Linked DNA regions of Hordeum vulgare: region 1 is linked to region 2. The links are chromatin contacts, called in public Hi-C maps. All regions are on one chromosome and are shown on one strand. The core of a region is the stretch at or near the end of the contact, and the rest is flanking DNA. Distances in the headings are between cores, read along the strand shown.

The links. A called contact is a pair of places that touch in the nucleus more often than the background predicts.
Region 1: a contact with region 2 is called in a Hi-C map of seedling, with 4 times the contacts expected there. The contact joins the promoter of LOC123443561 here to the enhancer-like site in region 2. A contact is called at or near these places in 1 of 6 Hi-C or Micro-C datasets (seedling) and 1 of 1 datasets of contacts at active chromatin or transcription factors (embryo).

Annotation. Positions count from the first base shown.
Region 1 is chr3H:222,611,613-222,617,214 of MorexV3_pseudomolecules_assembly, reverse strand. LOC123443561 reads left to right here and starts at 2,684. Exons shown (of 3, transcript XM_045119982.1): 1 at 2,684-3,263; 2 at 3,500-3,553; 3 at 4,094-4,549. The coding sequence starts at 2,766. The coding sequence ends at 4,120.
Region 2 is chr3H:222,465,323-222,471,449 of MorexV3_pseudomolecules_assembly, reverse strand. No RefSeq gene overlaps it. Among protein-coding and RNA genes, the nearest start is that of LOC123443561, 150 kb to the left of the region's middle. Within about 2 kb of position 3,384, at least 2 of the 3 cell types and tissues checked have open chromatin away from gene starts, as enhancers often do. A contact at or near this core is called in seedling, where this site is marked.

The sequences.
Region 1 (5,602 bases), core at 1,435-3,934, 150 kb before region 2:
TGGTAGATAAGTGCATAAAAAGTGTTCCAAAATGATAACATAATAACATGGAACAATCAAAAATTATAGATATGTTGGAGACGTATCAAGGAGCAGTTTGCACTGCCTCCTAATCACCAAAGGGGAAAAACTTGTCTCTGTCCGCTGGCATGACCCGTGTCTCCTCCTTCCAACGGACGTGTCACCCAAGTGACAGGGGCAAAGCCCAACGGCCTAGCGCTGTGTGCCAAGCTACACGGAGCCACCCCATGGGAGGGCACTTTTAGGCCCTTAAAGGGCCTGATTCCATGTGGGTTGGCCCACACGTTGTCTTCGAGGCTAGCGGTAGATGGGTCATGGTACCTTGGTTCCCACCGGACCGACAATCGCCCCAGGTCCATGGTGCGCACGCTCTCCGAGCGAAGCGCGAGATGGGGCGGACCAAAGTTGCGGGCTTCGATGGACTATCGGGCTAGGTTGTGTCCAGCATTAGCCACGACTGGATGGCACACGCCCACTCCCCCATGATGCCTCGAGAATCGCATGGTCGCCCTAAAATCGCTACGCGGGACCGTGAAAAGCACAACTTCTCCCTAGGTGCTTTTAGTAATTAATATCAACATATATCTCACTGGACTAACGATTCTATCTAGTATAGTTCAGGAAAAGTTCAATGATGAAATGCCTAAGGACTATGAGGAGAACCCCTAGATGCGAGGAACATCTATTGGCAACAAGCTTGAAGACTCTACATTTTATATTTTGTGAGAAATCACATTCGAGTCCATAGGAAAGCCAATACCATGAAAAATACTTTTAAAAGGGGATGAGGTGACTGTGATGATCTGGTCGCTCAAGTGCTTAGTGGTTAGCCACCAAAAACACTCATGAAATTCTCCGACAAATATTATGTCCAAACCAAAAAGTCAAATTCGATGCTACCAAGTTTCTCCATTTCGGCCCCACCCAGTTTACCCTATAACGATCGAGAGCCAAACCCTACAATCTAGATACTACCAAGTCGGGTTTCGATGCAACCAAAAATAGTGTCCAACGAACTGATGTTGATTTATTTAAAATAGGAATTCCCTATTTTAGCATATCGGGGTCACCGAGTTTGCAATCTGCCTACACCAGCCAAAATTGGACCGACCAAGATTCCTATATCATTCTCATCGAGACGCCAAAAGTTGCCACATTTTCACTAGTCGGGTGCAACCAAGTTTTTACTTCGGTTACACCTAGTTGGGCAATGATGTTGTAACGGTTGGATTTTTGGACATGATTATATATACCCCTCCACCAACCTCTATTCATAGAGGAAGCACTCAGAATGAACCAACACTTGCCCCATCAATTTTTCCGAGAGAGAGCCACCTACTCATGTATTGAGATCAAGATATTCCATTCCTGTCATATGGATCTTGATTTCCACCCAACCGATCACTTCTACCAAAGCCAAATCTGTGAGAGAGTGATTGAGTGTTGAGGAGACTATGTTTTGAAGCACAAGAGCGAGGAGTTCATCATACTACCACATCTATTACCTTTTGGAAAGTGGTGTCTCCTGGATTGGTTAGGAGTCGCTTGGGAGCCTCCGACTTGGTGTGGAGTTGAACCAAGAAGTTTGTAATGGTAAGGAGATCGCCTACTTCATGAATATCTACCCCGACTGAGGCTAGTCCTTCGTGGACGTAAGACATGGTGGTATAGAACATGTTGCTTCTTCGTGGACCCTTCATGGGTTGAGCCCTCCATGGACTGTCACGGATGTTAGCCTCCGTGGGTTGAAGTATCCATCAACGTGGACGTACGATAGCACCACCTATCAGAACCACGCCAAAAATCTCCGTGTCAATCTTTGCGTTTGATCTTCCTATCCATACTCCCTACTTACATTTTCATGAATTCACTTTTCGCTGCTATACTCTTAGACTTTCAAGTGTAGAGTGTGATTGACTTCCTACAATTGTTAAAGCTTGCCCAGAACTAAAATTGGTAGAAAACTCAGTTATTATTGGATCAAGTAGTCTAATAACCCCCTATAAACATTCTTCGGATCCTACAAATGGTATCCGAGCTTTGTTCTCCATTGCATTGGTTTCACAACCTACAAGAGTATGGAATCTAGTGAAGGAAATTACCACCATAGAGGTCCATATTTTGATGGTACAAACTTTGCTAGTTGGAAGCATAAAATGAAAATTCATATTCTTGATCATAACCCCGCCATTTGGGTTGTTGTTTGTGTTGGATTGCAAGGTGAATTCTTTGGTGATGGAAGGAAACCGGATCGTGAGGCATGCGACCGCGGAAGAATTAAAGATGTTGCAATACAATGTTGAGGCATGCGGCATTCTTTTCAACTGCCTATGCCTCGAAGAATTCAACACGATCAGTCGTCTTGAGAATGCATAGAAAATTTGGGATACTTTGGTTGATATGCATGAAGGTATCGAATCAGTGAGGTAATCTGTTGGATGTGCTTCAAAGCCAACTTGACACGTTCAAGATGAATGATGATGAAGGAGTGATATGTACTCTAGGCTTGCTGTCATCACAAATGAGATTACCGATTTAGAAAGCAAAAAAATGACCGAGAAATTCATAATCAAGAAAATCCTAAGATCCTCGGATGAAAACTACGACACAGTGTGCACATTGAATAAAATGATGCCAAACTATACCCCGTGCCGTCACCCAGCCTTCTACCGTCGCGCCACCACCCTCCCCTGCACCACCACCTCTGCCGTGTCGCCGCCACCTATCCCGCACCACCAATTCCGATGGGCCACCATGCCAACACCAACCCCGTGCCTCCGCACCACCGCACCACCGCCTCACCCATAACGCCATGCCACCACCTACCCGATGCCGCCGCGCCACTTTTCCCACCGATCTGGCGCACATGTTCCTCCCCCCTGCTTCGGTCTACCAACTCCTCCTCCCTGCGTTACCGCTACACCACCGGTCCCCAGCTGCTGCTGGTCGCCGCTGTCAGAGGAGGCCAACGGCAGGGGGGCGACCTCCCCCTTCCCTTCTCGGTGGATCCGTCGGCCATGGCCTTCGGCAACTCCTGTACGCATCGCCCTTACCTTTTCCTCCCCCATACTACGGGACCCGCAAGAAGCCTCGTCTCTTCCTCCTCCACGACCCGATCTCCTCCTAGGTTTTGCTCTCCACCACCGCGGAACGAGCCGGAAATAGCGGCACGACACCTCAGATCCGGCTTCCCCCTCCTCCAAGCCTGCCTCGTGGCCACCGAATCAGCGGCCATCGACGAGGTATCGATCCCCTTCCCCGCCCCCACTTTTTTTTTGCCTTGAACCGAAGATTCCATTTCCCCCAGATCTCGGTAGCCCGCCTATCCCTTTATCTGATCTACGTTCTCCTCGTGTTCCTAACATCCTTGGATGGTCTCCCTTCCCGGGAATTTTAATCTGTCGTCCCATCGAATCGATTTCTATGTGACTTTTCTTCTGGTTAATTCGTGGGATTTGACGTGCTAGTTCAGAAGCAGGTATCAAGGGGGCTTGTGATGCAGGAGGATAAGCCCGCAGAGAACAAGATCAAGGTAACTCTAGATCAAGCATTTGGTTGGATTATTTTCATTGTCGTTGAGTTGCAGTTTGCGGATGTACTAGTTTAGGACGACAAAATTTCTATATGTGTTTGTTGTGAGTGGTGCGGATTACTTTGACGGTCCAGTCAACTTATCAAAGGATATATGAATCATGCAACTGTTTATGTTTGCCTGCCTGTCTGCCTGCACAAATACATAAACATTGTTTTTGTTGGGATGCATTTGTGATATGTCATTATGGCCAAAATGCCCTGATTTTGAGAAACATATCCTTTACTTATTTTAAACTACTTCATATTCTATTGGAGTGTGACCTTACTTGTTGCCATCACATACTGCAATGATCACTCAAATTAGTTTACTCAGCAAAGACAGATTGTTCATGTTGCATTTTTTAGTGGATCGGTTGCAGCACGAGAAGGTTCATGCCATTGATGGATGTATTGTCTTGTCTTAAGTCTCACATAATTTGTTTGCTTTGTGTATTGTCTTGTCTTATGTCTCACATAATTTGTTCTTGTGATCCAGCAGCCTACAACGAGTCCAGGTCCGGTCTAAGATCCGGCGGGATCCCCACCACGTGCCATGCAAACCTCCGAAGCCGCAGTGGAGCAGCTCCACCATGGTGGTCGTGGCCATGCGCATGGATGCTAATTTTCCTCACCGCTGCCACAACCTCGTCGATTAGCCATCCCTTTGTCCTCCTCTTCCACCTCCCCTCTTCTATCACTGGAGTAGTACACGCGTGCAGATGTACACTGCGACTCGTGTGCAGTACAGATCGGGCATCACGCGGGGTTGTAGTATGGTGTGGTGGCGCTTCATGACACATCAATTTTTTTTGACTCATTTTGCAGTTGACTCGGTTGAGCGAGCGGTTCGGCGGGGCAGGTTCCATGCAGTGCATTTGTAGGTATCATGCAGTGCGGCATTTATGTTTGTGAAGTGTGCATGTTCTATCAAATGAAGCACCATTTGTTTGTGTAACCATTTTGAGGTTCATTAGCCTCAGCCATTGAGTTAATTCAATTTGTCTCGCGGCCCAGATTGGCGACAATTGCAACTCACAAAAACATGGGTCAGAGAACTCCAAAAAGGTTCATTTTATTGGGGAAAATAATGAAGCTCATTTGGACCCGTCTCACGGTGCACTTTTCTTTAGTGTGATGTGCATTCGCGAGGTCGAAGCATGTAAAAGGATTAAAATATAAAATAAGACAATAATAAACTCATGAGGTTCATTTTGGGTAGTTTCGTTGTACAAATTCGTCATTATCGCGGCTCGCTTACTCATAATTGAAAGTGCAGAAAAATTGTTTCTCATAATTGGAAGTGCAGAAAAATTGTTACGGAAACGACAAAGAAAAGTAATACAGTCGACTTCTCAATAGTGTTGTGTATCACTTACGCTTGATGTGAAGTGCGTGTTGTGGCTTACTTACCCTCGATGAGACATGTTGTCCGCTTTCTCGTTTGAAAAATTTACGTTCGACAAAATAACGCATGTAGTTCGCTTGCCTATATAATGTAGTGTGGTTTTTGGCTTGCCCATATAATGTAGTGTGGTTTTTGGTTTTACGAAGTACGTTCTTCTTCCTTATGTGGTTCACGCGTCGATTTTGGGGTCGCAAATAACAGAGTGTTCGCGTCGATTTTGGGGTCGCAAATAACAGAGTGTTCGTATATCGGTAATTTCAAAACTGCTCCTCGGCCGTAATGAATTAGGGAGGGTGTTCTACATGAAAAAGTTGCGCCTCATCGATACCTTTCCAACACCGTATTATTTTCTTCATCCCGACGAGCGGTTTGTTAAACTTTACGAGAATACGCTCGATGCAACTTGTAGGCAGCCACAACGTTTTCGGAATTCATTTAAAACCGTGAGGAATCTCAACAGATTGCCAACGTATGAAAGATGTGCCTATTCTACAGCTTTTGAACGCCCTATCATATGCCCTGTTCCGGTGAACGGTTTAAAAACTGCAACGAAAAACGTACCACAAAGAACAAAAAAAATTGAAAAACAAGTTTCCAGTTTTT
Region 2 (6,127 bases), core at 2,135-4,634:
GTGGACTGTGCAGATGAAGGGAAATATTTCTCTCGAAATCAATGTGTGTGATGTACCTACTAACAGAAACGATTGGGCATGTATAGTTGTATGCCATGTCTAGCCCGATCACACACAAACTCATTTTGCACAACGTGTGTGACCGAAGGGCCTATCCTAGACCGTTTATGGGTCGTGTGAGAAGTCCCCCTATCGCCCACACTCAGTAGGCAACGGTTTCAAATGCGTCGCATAAAGGGTTAATAACCTTTGTATAGCACGTCGCTACACCAATGACCCGTCCATGCTCTAGTGGGTCGCCACATTGACCGGTGTTAGTACAGAGATGTTAATTTGACTTGTTGGTATGTTAATGTACATCGTAGACATGCATTGAGATTGCAGAAAAAAAATCAAACGCATACATACACACCATATTGCCCCCACCGGCTTGAAGTGTGTGTGGGTTGGGCATACTATGGGTCATGAACCTACGTACGGGGATGTCGGAATCGGGGCTCCGCAGAGCCAAAAAGGTTCGAACTTCAAGGTGCACTCGTCCTCATGCCCTATTCTACCTCTCGACTTCACTGTGACTCTCAGGAGGCTTGATCTAAGTAAAGTGAACGGGAAGGCTCCTACTTCAGTCCACCTTGTGGTGTTAAACCCTACTCCGGCTTGTATAGATTGCTTGAGGTGGAAGACATGTACGAAGGTGGGTTGTTGCGCTTGTCGAAAAGAATGAGTGTGCTGTCCGTGAAATGGAGGTCGGGCCTTGCTTTTATACGGGCCTTGGTCCTCTTCCCCAAAAACACAACTGGCAGGAAGGGTTGTGTCGGGGATATACCCCGCAGTGTAACCCGACTTGGAGTATGAACCGCTAAAGGACTTGGCGATTCACCGGCGACTCAGCAGTGACCTGGCGGGCAACTCATACTTGTCCCCACAGGCGACTTAGATAAATGACGAAGGCCCAAGACCCAGCGTGCACCCTGGCATAAGGCGACTCATAGAGAGGCCAGGAGGGCCGACTCACAAGAGAAGGCCCAAGAAGAGGAAAGACTCCCACAAGAAGGAAACAAGACCCAGATTAGGATTCAAGAGAGACTAGTCCTATTCCTACTTCCAGTAGGACTATACATGTAAACTTACCTCTTCCACCTATATAAGGAGGGGTAAGGCACCCCAAGAGGGAGAAGATTCACAACTTAGGTCTAGAGAAGACAAATCATGGGATAGACAGATTAGACACCCACGAGATTAGAGGTGGCGAGTCCGCACCCTTGTAATCAAGATCATCATCTCCATCAATGGAACACAAGCAGGACGTAGGCTTTTACCGCCATCGGAGGGGCCGAACCTGGGTAAACTCGCGTCTCTCGATTCCGACCAACCCCTTCAAGCCGCCACATGGTTGCGATGGCCTCACACCTAAAGTTCTCTCATGAGGACATCTGCCGTGACAAAATCACGACAGTTGACGCCCACCGTGGGGCCAGCGCACGGTGGAATTGTGTTCTTGAAGGGATCTCATCTAGGCATTGAGACGCTTCTGACCCGTCGTATCCGCAAGAAGCCGGCACGGAAGAATCTCCATCGGCTTCAAATTCATTGGTCAAGTTTGGAAAAATTTCAACATCGGCTTAAATAGTATCAGACAAAAAAAAGAATTAGGGTTGCCCGCCTGTGCGGCACCACAAGTCGTCGAGTCAAGACGTTCCAGAATTTCCGCCGCGAAGTTCGACTTATGCGGCGACCGAGCCCGACCCTGCTAGCATCAAGTCCGCATACATGTGAGGAAAAGAAAACAACAGACTTTGTCCAAGCGAGAGACCAGATCTGAGGAAAAGAAGAGCCCAGGCTCAAAAACCGAGGCATGTGCAGTATTTGTGCTTGCATGCACGCAACAAGGTGATCAAATAGAAAATAAATGGACTTGTGGTAGGCTGGCCACGACCCGGAGGAGAAAAAAGGTTTGACCTCGATGCACCGGCCCTGACCCGGAAACCTCAACAACCTCCGCGTACGTTGCAAACCGAAACCGCCGTTTGCAGTTTCGGCAGGTTGCAGTCCGTCTCCGCCTCGCTCGTCCATCGCCACAAATCAACCTGATGTCAAAGTCAACCCCGCCTCGCTCGTCTCTGTAGCTGGATGGATGCGTGGGTGCGTGCACAATTTGCTCAGCGGGTTGATGGATGGATGTGTGGATTATTGCGAGCAATGGATGTTTTTCTGCTCCGGTGGTGCGTGATGGATGGGTGTGTGGATTATTTATGAAGACGATGGATGGCTCGTGTGTGATGGATTGCTCTATGACTGCCTTTGTCGAGACGGATGCGGACTCTCCGCCCACATCGCTGGTTTCACCTCGAGTTACCTGGTGGCCGTGGCCACACCTGCGAGCTGACTCGCTGCCTCGGCCGGCTTTGCCACGCCACGCACGCCGCCGCCGTCCATGTTGCCGACTTTGCCTTCGCTGCTTCGTGTTTGAGTCATCGTGCTGCCGGCCTCCGCCGCCTCGCGTTTGAGCCATCATGACCTCGCTTCGCCCGACCTCCGTTGGCCACGCCATGAGACGCCATGGCACCGGCATCTGCCCCACGCTTTGAGCGGCCACATCGCCATCCACCATCATCGTGCGTCAAGTCGGCCCGCTTCGCAGCGCGTTGAGCCGCCGGGTCATCATCCATCATCGCCGTGCGACCGAATCGACTCGCTCCGCCGTGGTTTTGAGCCGTTGCGTCACCATCCGCTATCGCCGCAGGACCGAGTCGCCTCGCTCCGCCGCATCGCCCTCCACCATCACCGCGCCCGGAGCCGTCGTCGCGACGGCCTGCGCCGAGCATCCAGTCGCAGTCGCCCCGTTGCGCCTTTTTTCCTGCTGCCGTATATTCAAGCCAGAGAGCCCTACTGCGCCTGCGGCCATGGAGGAACCAACCATATGCCTATCCGTCACATGCACGTCAAAAGAAGGAGAGAAGGATTCATCCACTCACAAGCCAGCCAGAGGTCAATCCATCCGTACTCGCGCCACACACATATCCATCCAATCACCCTGCCTCGTTGCATCTACCATCACACATCAACCAGCCAAGCCTCTGCGTTGAGTCGGCCAAACTCTGAGCCGCCGTTTCCATGGCCCGCCGTCGTGAGTCGTTCTTCCCGTCATGGATGCGTCTCCGAGCTGCCGTGGGCCACCTTGAGCGCTCCAGCCGTCGCGCGTTGATCCGCCCAGCTGCCTCGATTGCCTCGCTTCAAGTCGCACGTTGCCAATAAGCTGTTGTTGGATTCCCGTCGCTGAGCCGCCGTGTTTTCAGTCACAGTCTTCACTTCCGAGCAGCCATGGCCCACTGTTTCCACCTCCTTGTCGCTTCAGTTCCAAGTTGCTCCCATACTGCGCCAACAGGGCTTTGTCCGCCTCACCTGGCTACGTTGAGGGGCCATTCAATTGGGTTATGCACGCCAAGACAATACCAGAATGAGTATAACAATCAGCGGGTGTATACTGTAGCCCAAAGACTACTGGAGATCCGGCAGAAAGATCAGGTGCTATCCACATTATTTATTTTATCAATATATTTTTTGAGGATAACTACGTTGTCCTATGATATTTCTTCTACGCAGGACAATTATTCATTACAAAGTGGCGTCATATTACGAGTAGGGAACTCGTGTCAATCAACGCCACGGGCGACTCCATCCGTGTCAGCTTACAAACGTCATGGGCGAGTCACTGTCCGCGCCGACTTATAATGATGCGGCCAATTCTCATGTCTGCGCGACCAAGACGGTTTACAATGACGCGGCCAATTCTCACGTCCGCGCGACCAAGACGGTTTACAATGACGCGGCCAACTCTCACGTCCGCATGATCAAAGGCGATTTACAATGTCGTGGCCGATTCTCGAGTCCATGCCAAAATGCCACACAACTCTCGCATTCAAGACGCCGCCCTCACGGCCCGGATTATGTCCACTATCGGTGCAGTGCTCGCCTGTACGAGCCGCCCAAGAGACAGACGCAAGTCGTCGCCCCCCATGGTCCGGATTATGTCAACCGTCGGTGCAGTGCTCGCCTGTACGAGCCGCCCAAGAGACAGACGCAAGTCGCGGCCCCCATGGTCCGGTTTATGTCAACCGTCGGTGCAGTGCTCGCCTGTACGAGCCGCCCAAAAGACATACGCAAGTCGCCGCCCCCATGGTCCGGTTTATATCAACATGTCAGTGCAGTGCTCTCCTGTACGAGCCGCCCAACAGATGGATGCAAGTCGCCGCCCTCACGCCCGGATTACATCAACCTGTCGGTGCAGTGCTCGCCTGTACGAGCCGCCCAACAGAAGGAGGCAAGTTGCCGCCCTCACGGCTTGAATTATATCAACCTGCCGATACAGTGCTCACTTATATGAACCGCCCAACAGACGCGCGCAACCATCAAGCATTATACCGGCTTGTGTCAAAATCAAGTATGGAGACTCTCAAGCCGCCTCCTTGAGTCGACTTAAGACTCGGGGGCTATATGGACATGGCTCGGCAGACTCAACTCAGATGAATAATTCAAGAACCCCAGGTCATTACAGGGAAATTAGGCTGCTCTCGGGGGTTGAAGCCTCATCGACAAAATCATTATCTTGGGTGGCGCTTGAGCTTTCTGACTCGCCCCATCCTGTCGCGACCTTATGAGACGACAAAACCATCATCTTAGGGTGGCGCTTGAGCTTTCTGACTCGCCACATCCTGTCGCGACCTTATGAGCCGACAAAACCATCATCTTAGGGTGGCGCTTGAGCTTTCTGACTCGCCCCATCCTGTCGCGACCTTATGAGCCGACAAAACCATTATCTTGGGTGGCGCTTGAGCTTTCTGACTTGCCCCATCCTGTCGCGACCTTATGAGCTGACAAAACCATCATCTTAGGGTGGTGCTTGAGCTTTCAGACTCGCCCCATCATGTCGCGACCTTATGAGCCGACGAAACCATTATCTTGGGTGGCGCTTGAGCTTTCTGACTCGCCCCATCCTGTCGCGACCTTACGAGACGACAAAACCATCATCCTAGGGTGGACCTTGAGCTTTCTGACTCGCCCCATCCTGTCGCGACCTCATGAGCCGATGAAACCATCATCTTAGGGTGGCGCTTGAGCTTTCTGACTCGCCCCATCCTGTCGCGACCTTATGAGCCGACGAAACCATCATCTTAGGGTGGCGCTTGAGCTTTCTGACTAGCCCCATCCTGTCGCGACCTTATGAGCCGACGAAACCATCATCTTACGGTGGCGCTTGAGCTTTCTGACTCGCCCCATCCTGTCATGGCCTTATGAGCTGACGAAACCATCATCTTAGGGTGGCGCTTGAGCTTTCGGACACGCCCCATCCTGTCGCGACCTTATGATCCGACGAAACCTGCATTTTAGGGTGTGTGCTCGAGCCTTCTGACTCGCCTCATCCTGTAGCAACCTTATGAGCCGACGAAACCTGCATTTTAGGGTTTGTGCTCGAGCTTTCGGACTCGCCTCATCCTGTTGCGACCTTATGAGCCGACGAAACCTACATTTAGTGTGTGTGCTCGAGCTTTCTGACTCGCCTCATCCTGTCGCGACCTTATGAGCCGACAAAACCTGCATTTAGGGTGTGTGCTCGAGCTTTCTGACTCGCCTCATCCTCTCGCGACCTTATGAGCCGACGAAACCTGCATTTTAGGGTGTGTGCTCGAGCTTTCTGACTCGCCTGATTCTGTCGTGACCTTATGAGCCGACGAAACCTGCATTTTAGGGTGTGTGCTCGAGCTTTCTGACTCGCCTCATTCTGTCGCGACCTTTTGAGCCGACGAAACCTGCATTTTAGGGTGTGTGCTCGAGCTTTCTGACTCGCCTCATCCTGTCGCGACCTTATGAGCCGACGAAACCTGCATTTTAGGGTGTGTGCTCAAGCTTCCTGACTCGCCTCATCCTGTCGCGACCTTATGAGCCGACGAAACCTGCATTTTAGGGTGTGTGCTCGAGCTTTGTGACTCGCCCCATCCTGTCGCCCCCTTATGAGCCGACGAAACCATCATATTAGGGTGGCGCTTGAGCTTTCTGACTCGCCCCATCCTGTCACGACCTTATGAGCCGACAAAACCATCATCCTAGGGTGCACGCTTGAGCTATTCTG